2 separate regions of the Mus musculus genome follow, and region 1 is linked to region 2. The links are chromatin contacts, called in public HiChIP or PLAC-seq maps. All regions are on one chromosome and are shown on one strand. Each heading gives the region's core, a stretch centred on a gene start, on an enhancer-like site or on the middle of the called end of the contact. The rest is flanking DNA. Distances are from core to core; before and after follow the strand shown. Region 1 holds the start of Usp34 (ubiquitin specific peptidase 34). Region 2 holds the start of Tmem17 (transmembrane protein 17).

Evidence for each region. HiChIP or PLAC-seq counts read pairs in DNA pulled down with a chosen protein or histone mark.
Region 1: a contact with region 2 is called in a FOXA1 HiChIP or PLAC-seq map of pancreatic cancer cells. The contact joins the promoter of Usp34 here to the promoter of Tmem17 in region 2. A contact is called at or near these places in 2 of 115 datasets of contacts at active chromatin or transcription factors (astrocytes and pancreatic cancer cells).

What each region holds. Positions count from the first base shown.
Region 1 is chr11:23,304,691-23,309,274 of GRCm38.p6, forward strand. It overlaps Usp34 (ubiquitin specific peptidase 34), which reads left to right and starts at 2,205. Exons shown (of 80, transcript NM_001190401.2): 1 at 2,205-2,326. The coding sequence starts at 2,284.
Region 2 is chr11:22,510,190-22,514,657 of GRCm38.p6, forward strand. It overlaps Tmem17 (transmembrane protein 17), which reads left to right and starts at 2,094. Exons shown (of 4, transcript NM_153596.3): 1 at 2,094-2,394. The coding sequence starts at 2,295.

The DNA of each region.
Region 1 (4,584 bases), core at 955-3,454, 790 kb after region 2:
GATGGCATTTCAAAAAACCTGGGATGTACTGGGAGAAAAAAAAAAAGATTGTTAAGAGGGCTGACAAAGGTTAGCCTGAAGGTGATGTCTGCTGAGTCAATAATCATTGATAGGAAGACTCTAAGTGGGGAGAGGATGGGAGAAGGATGAAGGGAAAACAGCTACACAACTCACAAAGCTCATAGGAAATAACAGGAATAGGTTGGAGTGAAACTTTATAGCGCCGTGCAAAAACAGCATGAAGTTAGAAGCAGTTCTAGTGCACAGAAAAAGTGTGACACACCTTGACAAGACATCGTAGAAGATTAATACCGGGGCCCTCATTAACATGTGCTCAAGTTTTGGTTTGGGGTCATGCACATGACCTTTCAGACTTTGTTGTCATATCCCTGTGGAAGTATCTTAGAAACAGAAATTAGTGAAGGTAAAAACTAACACTAAGTTGTCCTGTAAAAATTGTTTAAAAAATTACTCTTTTTTTTTTTGCCTTAATGTATGTATGTATGTATGTATGTATGTATGTATGTGTGTGTGTGTGCTAGGAGTGTGGACGGTGACCGCAGAAGTCTGAAGAGGGATTCGAATGCCCTGGAACAGGATATAGATGGTTATGAGCACCATGTGGGTGCTGGGAATTGAATCTGGATCCTCCGCAAGAGTTTCAAGTGCTCTTATTGCTGAGCCATCTTTCTGAGCTTCTAGTTCTTTTTTTTTTTTTTTTTTTTTTTTAAGATTTATTTATTTATTATATATGTAAGTACACTGTAGCTGTCTTCAGACGCACCAGAAGAGGGCATCAGATCTCATTACGGGTGGTTGTGAGCCACCATGTGGTTGCTGGGATTTGAACTTCGGACCTTCGAAAGAGCAGTCGGGTGCTCTTACCCACTGAGCCATCTCACCAGCCCGAGCTTCTAGTTCTTAATGCAATACCAAACTTAAGTTGGGTGTCCCTTTCACTTGTTTTCCACTCCTGGCTCCATTTCTTTTGGCACTGGGCAAATGGGGTTATAAAAGTCGCTCAGGCTGCCTTCGAACTCGGAGCAACCCTCCTGCCTGCATTTAGGAAGTACTGTCGTAAACCATCACGCCAGGCTTCGTTCCTCACGGTACTAGCTCTCGCTGTCTCTCTCTGATGAAAAAGCCTAATAGAGCGTTTCCGATGAAGAATGAATGGGTAGACACACACGTTGTAAGACCTCGTGCGTAAAAACGAGGTGTCACGGTTTCTCAACCGCGCCATTTCTAGTCCTGTCAAGGTGTTTCACTGCTGAGGATCCATGAGCCTCACAGAACCGCACGGCTGAGATAAACAGGGATTCAGGTTAAGACGCGCCCTGGGCTGTTCCATTCTCCCGAAGCCAGGTGGGGAGCGAGCCGCGGCGTTGCCAGCATCTGCTGACCCGCGGCCGTCTCCACCCTCAAAGTACCCGAAGGACAGGCAAACTTCACCGCTTCCCCTCGGGGGTGCGGGAGATCAGGAGGCGCCGCGCCGCGGCAGGGGACGGGGCGGGCCATCCGTCGCGGCTCCGGCCGAGTCTCCCGGAGCGCGGAGCCCGTAGGGGCGGGAGAGGCCGCGTACCCGCGACCCGCCCGCAGCCTCCGCCATCTTCCACTCACCCGCCTCCCCCCGCGGCGGCGGGCGGCGCGCTCCCCTTCCGGCCGCTGACAGAGATCCGGCTGGGCGGGGAGGGCGAGCGCGCACAGGGGGTGGACCGAGGGCGGGGAGGCCGGACGGAAGAGGAAAGGGAGGGCGGCCAGCGGCTCCGGCAGGGCGTGCGGCGTGTGTGCGGAGAGAGGCGGAGGGCGGGGGCAGCGAGGAGGGCGGAGGAATGAGTGCGCGAGGCGCCTCTCTTCGGCTCCTTCGCCTGGGCGGAAAGAGCCGAGCGCAGCCCGAGCGCTCCATTAAAATGGCGGCGGCGGCGGCGGTGGCCGCGGCGTCTGGTCGGTGGTGAAGTGACTCTGCTGCTTCTCTCCCCACCCACCCCTCCCTCTCCCCTCCCCCGTCCTTCCCCCTTCCCCCGCCGCCGGCGCCTAGGCGCCCCTGAGGCCTGCGCTCCCCTCGCCCCCCTCCTCGCCCCCGCCCGCTCCCGCTCCCGGGCCCGCCGGCCCCCTCCCCCACCCGCGGCTCCCCGCCCCGTCCTCGCCGCCGCCGCCCGCCCTCGTCGCTTCCCCGCCCCGCCGGCAGGCCGGCCCCCTCCCCTGCCTCCGTCCCCTCCCCCCCGCCGGTCGGGATCAGTCAGCGCGATCCTAAGCGGGGGAGGGGGGGGCGGCGGCCGAACGATGTGCGAGAACTGCGCAGACCTGGTGGAGGTGTTAAATGAAAGTAAGTCGCCGGGTAGGGGACCCGTCGGGGTGCACGGTTTGGGGGTCCCTGGGCTGTGCTCTCCCGCCTTGCCTGCCTTCCCGGCCTGCGGGCTGCGGCGACCGGGCCGGCCCGGCGTACGGGCCTGTGTGCCCGGGAAGGTGCGTGGTGGCGGCGGCCGTCGCGGCGCCTCGGGCCCAGGCCGCCGGGTTACCTGGGCGCCCGAGAGGCCGCGGCGCAGCCCCGGCCGGGTCCGGCTTGGGCGGTCTCGGAAAGTTTCCTCATTACAGGTGTCAATTAATGAAGGCACTAATGAGCCCTTCCGCCCCTTTCCCCCTTCGAGGAAGGTGTGGGGAGGTGGGGTCGGAGGACTAGGCTTTGCTCTGCAGTCCGAGCCTCAGGGCCGCCCTCTTTGATTTCCAGCGTGCTGGGGAGGCCTCGCTTACCTGCTAATTTTCGTTAAAGTCCGTGGGAGAAGGGTGGTGATTTTTCCATCCCTTGAGGGTGTGTGGGTGTATTCAATCCATCTGCCAGCCCTTAAATAGCAGAAATTGAACTGCAATAGTGATGATTGGAACCGTCTTACCTTAATTAAAAATAAAGGTGATAGTATTTCTTTAGTACCATTCGTCGTTTAAGTAGTAAAGTCTATTATAAGGAGATCTCTACCAACGACAACCACCCCGAGTTAGTCATGGTCTGTCTCTGAAAATGAGAGGCCTTACTCCTTATTCTTTATTATTGTATTACATATTTTATTTTTGGCCTTGCAAGATTGCATTTCTGCTTAAGAAACAGGGAATATTGCACGTCAGCCACTTGTGGGCCCAGAGGTGGTTTAGATGAAAAGATAATTTACACAAACTTGATTTGTGACAAATATTCATTTGAGGTATTGGAATTTATATTCAGTGTGATATTTTGACAGATTTCGAAACTACTTATTCCTTTTAATTCATTCATTTAAAAAGTCTATTTGTAGATTGTAATTCCCTTTTGGTTGCTTAATTTTTACTTTATTATGTGCTTGAGTTTCACTTTAATGGCTAAAAGGTTTATAATTTATTTTCAGCTATGTATTTAGTTCCTGACAGATTAAAGTAGGTGTTTTGTATATATTCAAACTACATTTTCCCATATCTGTGTCATCCTACATTTTCCTAGTATTTTATAAGGTTATTCCTATTTTGACATAAATTTCATTCTTGGTAGAAGTGATATGGTAAACATAGTTCCTTAGTACTTATTTCAGTAAAACATTTTGTATCTTAGAAATACATTGATGATTGTGACTCTCTGTTCTCCAACTTGAAAGTACTTAATTGTTTAGTATACTTTAGGAAAAATAGTTTGGGAGAAGTGATTTAAAGATTCTGTAGGTATGTGTGTGTCTGTTTACAGATATATTCCTGTGAGTGCAGCTGCCCAAGTAAGCATCAGGTCCCCTGGAGCTGGAGTTGCAGCAGATGTGAGCTGCCCCAGATGTGAGCTGCCCCATGTAGGTGCTGAGAACTGAACCCAGGTCCTCTGGAAGAGCAGCAAGTGCTCTTAACTACACTGAGCCATCTCTCCAGCCCCCTTAGGGTGTGATTTAAAACATTTTAAGCCTAACTAGGAATGTTGTAAACATAGTATCTAAAGAAAATTTACTTGAGAAGAGATGACCTTTGCATGGTATAGATAGATACTCTTTTTAAGGGCTGGTGACATCTCTCAGGGGAGTGGGTTTACTCCAGGGTCCCCACATTCTCACACACATGCATGTAAGTTAGTAATAAAAAGGTGTTATGATTGTCTTGAAATTGTGTCAGTCAGTGTTTCCCAAAGGTACTTACTTATATGCTTAGTGTTTTCTTTAAGGCTCATTGGAAAATCAGCCTTCAATCATCTCAGGAGATATATATATTTTTAAACCACCGTAGTTGTCTTAAATGCTTTCATATGTAGTGAGATGTTGTTTCAAAACTGTATTTTCACTGCGGTCCCCCCCCCCCCCCCCCCGCCACCCCAAGTATGATACTGAGTTCTTGAGGACAGGACAGATTCTACTTCACTGTGGTAATTAATGTTTGCCAGTGTGCAAGATGGATGGAGCTTCAGGATGAACATGGTGGTTGAACTGGGACTAAAACTCGTTGAATTAGCCTGGCCTGCTAGTACAGGCTTGTTTGTAATCCCAGCTACTCAGGAAGCTGAGGCAGGGCTACCACAAGGTCAAGGATCTTTCTGGGCTACAAGATGAGTTTGTCTCAAAATAAAAAGTAAGAGTGCTTGGCATA
Region 2 (4,468 bases), core at 844-3,343:
AGGCTACAGGCACTCATAGTTAGCTCAGAATAGATTCTTTCTTACTCCCTTCAGAACAAGAACTATATTTTATGAAAAGAATTGTAAAATGTTACTGCTTGCCATGATCTTGACTTTTAAAATTGGATTTATTCATTTTACACGAATTTAGCCTGAAGTTTTGTTTGTACACCACTTGTGTGTTCGATGCCCTTGGAGATCAGAAAGAGATTTCTGATGGAGTTAGAGATGGTTGTGAGTCACCATGTGGGTAAAGGGAAATGAACTTGGGTCCTCTGCAAGATCAATGAGTGTTGGCAACCACTGAGATATCTCTAGGCCCAGAACCCTTTACCAGAAAGATTAAAAGGGAAGAGTGGAATATAAGTCTTGGTAAAGCTCACAGAGTGACAGGAATGTTCGAATATAGCTGGAGAGTTTGCTGAAACCTCTTTGAGAAAGCCTTGGCAGATCCCAATAAAATTGGTCTTACATACCACTTGCCTCAGCACTTCCCCGGACACATTCGACATAAACATGTTACACTGGCATAAACATGTATGTTTCAACATAAACATGTAGGTTACACTCTACATAAATGTGTATGTTATACTCAACATAAACATGTATGTTCATCAACAAGCATTTTCACCAAGAGTGGCACTTGTCATAACTGCTCCTAAGTAGAAATTACACAGGAACTTATCAACATGAAAGAAAATTCATAAAAAATGTTGACAGCAAAGTCAGATTTTCTTTTTAAACTTGAATGTGCAATCAGTCTACTATAAAGTATAAAACAGGCCACTGCTTCACAAGCAACTGAGAAAGGGTAGCTCCTGGAGATGATGATACTGTTGACTGACCTGGGACCTAATACATCCGACTGTGCTTTTCTTTATGTCTATTACACCTAATGGTTTGTTTTGGTTTTTGAGGATTTTGCAATGTATCCCAGGCTAACCTTAAACTGGAGATCTCCTGTCTCTGCCTTCTAAATGCTAAAATGATATGTCTTAAGAGAAAGCAGGGAAAGGCTGATATTTTTAGTTTTAAAATCACCTATATTCCAGAAACAACTGCTTTCAATACTTTTAAGTTATTTCCCTGTCTTCTGAAGCAGGTATGCTTGGCTCATCCACCCTCTTAAGAATGTCAAGGGCAATTTTCTGAGGAACATCCTTAGTGAGGTAACCCAATCACAAAAGAAGTCATTAGATATGCACTCACTGATAAGTGGATATCAGCCCAGAAACATAGAACACCCAAGATACAATTTGCAAAACACAAGAAAATCAAGAAGAGGGAAGACCAATGGGTGGATACTTCATTCCTCCTTCTAATAGGGAACAAAATACCCATGAAAGGAGTTACAGAGACAAAGTTTGGAGCTAAGACGAAAGGATGGACTTTCCAGAGAATACCCCACCCAGAGATCCATCCCATAATCAGCCACCAAACCCAGACATTATTGCATATGCCAGCAAGATTTTGCTGAAGGGACCCTGTCATAGCTGTCTCATATGAGTCTATGCCAGTGCCTGGCAAATACAGAAGTGGATGTTCACAGTCATCTATAAAATGGAACACAGGGCCCCCAATGGAGAAGCCAGAGAAAGCACCCAAGGAGCTGAAGGGGTCTGCAACCCTATAGGTGGAACAACAATATGAACTAACCAGTACCCCCAGAGCTCATGTCTCTAGCTGCATATGTAGCAGAAGATGGCCTAGTTGGCCATCATTGGGAAGAGAGGCCCCTTGGTACTGCAAACTTTATATGCCCCAGTACAGAGGAATGTCAGGGCCAAGAAGTGGGAGTGGGTGGGTAGGGGAGGAGGGCAGAGGGAGGGTATAGGGAACTTTCGGGATAGCATTTGAAATGTATATAAAGAAAATATCTAATAATAATAAAAAGAATGTCAAGGGCATTTTTTTAAAATATCTATGTTCGTTTTCCATTTCCCTCAAGAAATGGTGCACCAATTTTGCAGAGGAATTGCTATGGTGTGAGAGCTCCTTGTGGCTCAGCCCAGGTCCGAATGGCTTATTACTTGTGATCATCTTAAGACGACGCGGCTTTAAAGCAAGACGGAGGAACCCGCCATTTTCAGCAGCACTAGGCCACGTTAGGCTGCGGGCCCGTGGCCCTGGCTCGCCTCTCCAAGGGGAAGCCTCTGGAGGATTCTGTAGCGTTCGGGGAAGCCCAGGTACCAGGTCCCTAGGGGCCCCGCACTGCCCGGTTGCCAAGGGAACCGCCACGCGCCGCTGTGCCCGCCGACTAGCGGGTGTGTGAGAGGCCAGCGGGCAGGCCAGGCATGGAGCTGCCGGACCCTGTTCGCCAGCGCCTGAGCAACCTCAGCCTCACCGTGTTCGGCGACTCCAGCCGCACCGGGCCAGAGTCCAGTGATGCGGCCGGTGAGTGGCGAGGGCGCAGGCCCACGCGGGGGTGTGGCTCGCGGGCGGGAGGCCGCACAGGCCGTGCCCGGGTGAAAGATGGCTGCTCCGGCTTCAGCCAGGGCTCTGTGCCCCGGGAGAAACCACGGCCCTGCGGCGGACCCGGGAGACCACGCGCTTCCGCCGCCGCAGCTACTGCACCCGGTGGCGCGGTCGCCGAGCGGATCAGGATGCGGATCAGGAACGCCTTCTTCCCCACGCGGGTCCCCGCTGAGTCCCCAGCGTGACAGCCGCCGGCTCACACAAAACCGGGCTGTGTCCAAACCCCTCCTAGCAGAGCAAGACCGGCTGCTGCCAAACCGACAAGGCCTTCCTCTGCCTGTTCCTTCTTTCTCCCTGTATAAAAAACTCTCCTCCCGAAATCTAAAAACGAAATACCAACGAGTTAACTCCAGCTTCTGCCTCCTCAATCAGGAGGACAGCATACATGGTTGTCTCCTTTGAAATCAAGGAATTGGAAATCCTTTCGATGGCTTGGTTTGGGCTTTCTTATTTTTATTTTTATTTCTTAAATAGGGCATTGAAAAGCAAACCACTTGCCATCATTGCATGTTGTCACCTTGGTCATTCGTGTAATTTACGCTATATGGAGAAAAGCCTGTAAAATTAGGATTTCGTGTTTCCGATTCAAAGTGTGAGCCGTACGGGGCACTAAAATCGAATAATACAAAGTCTCTGGGAAAAAAAGTGTGTGTGGGGGGGGCGGGGGTGACATTTGTTCTGAAGTTCTTTAGAGCCTCAGCAGCCTAGATAGTCGTGATGGTGTGGACAGCAATAGAACTAGGTAAAGACATCAGCCCTGTAATTTCTTATGGTTCTTACGTGTCAGAAAATATTGTTTTCCCAGACATTCAAACGTGAGAAAAGCTGTTTAAGTTCACTGTCTCTGCCAAGACAGGCAATTAATTGGTCAGAAAAATTTGTCTGACCAATTATATAATACTTAAATTTTATCTCATTACAGAACTTAACTGGAACTTTTGTAAAATTTAATGAACTCACACCTTGTGCCTTGTGGTTCCTCTTCATTTGGTCTGATTTTTCAATTGTATAAATTTGATGTGTTGAAGTATGGACATGAGCCTACATAAAATCAAAACCCTGACATTCTAAACAGCCACTCTTCTCAAGCTATATCCCCATAGCCTTTAAAACAAACAACAACAAAATTTATTTGGTTACAATGCAATCAAGAAGTACCTGGGCTATCCTGAAATTTTCTAAGTAGTCCAGACTGGCTTTGATCTTGAAATATTCCTGCTTCAGTCTCTTTGCAAAAAAAAAAAAAAAAGACTACAGTTTCTGCTCTAAAGGTTCTAAAAGTATCAGCTTAGCTAGTGTGTAATTACTTTCCTGTTTTCTTCTTGGCGAATCTGACTGTAAGATCACACCCACAATGGATCAAGAATTGTACTGTTGCCCAAAGTAAAATAATAATAATGAAAAAAATCCTAGTGGATTTTCCTTAGCGCTAACAAATTTTAAAAATTCCTAGCCCAGAGGTAGTAGTGCATGCCTGTACTCCCAGCACGCAGGGGCCGAGGCCAGCCTGGTCTTCAGATCAAGTTCCAGGAGAGCCAGGCCTTTACAAAGAACCCCGACTTGGAAAAAAAAAAATCATTCCTATATTTGGGATAATTTAAGAAGTCAAAGCAAGAAAAAGCAGACCACAATAGTCAGCCTTGCTCTTAAAACTTAATTTGCTTCTAGAGACCATGAATTTTTCATTAATTTATTTATTTTTATTTTATGTGCATTGGCGTTTATGCTTGTATGACTGCATGTATGCTTGTGTTACAGACAGTTGTGAGCTGCCATGTGGGTGCAAGATTTAAGTCCAGGACCTCTGGAAAAGCAGTCAGTGCTCTTACCCGCTGAGCCATCTTCCCAGCCTCCAACCCCATGATTGTTTTAAAAGTATTAAATGTCAATTAAAAAAAAAAAAAAAACTATGCAGAGAAAAACAAAAAACAGTCTCAAGGAATTTGTAATTTCTAAATTCTTACATTTAGAACAACCAATTTAAAATAAGAAT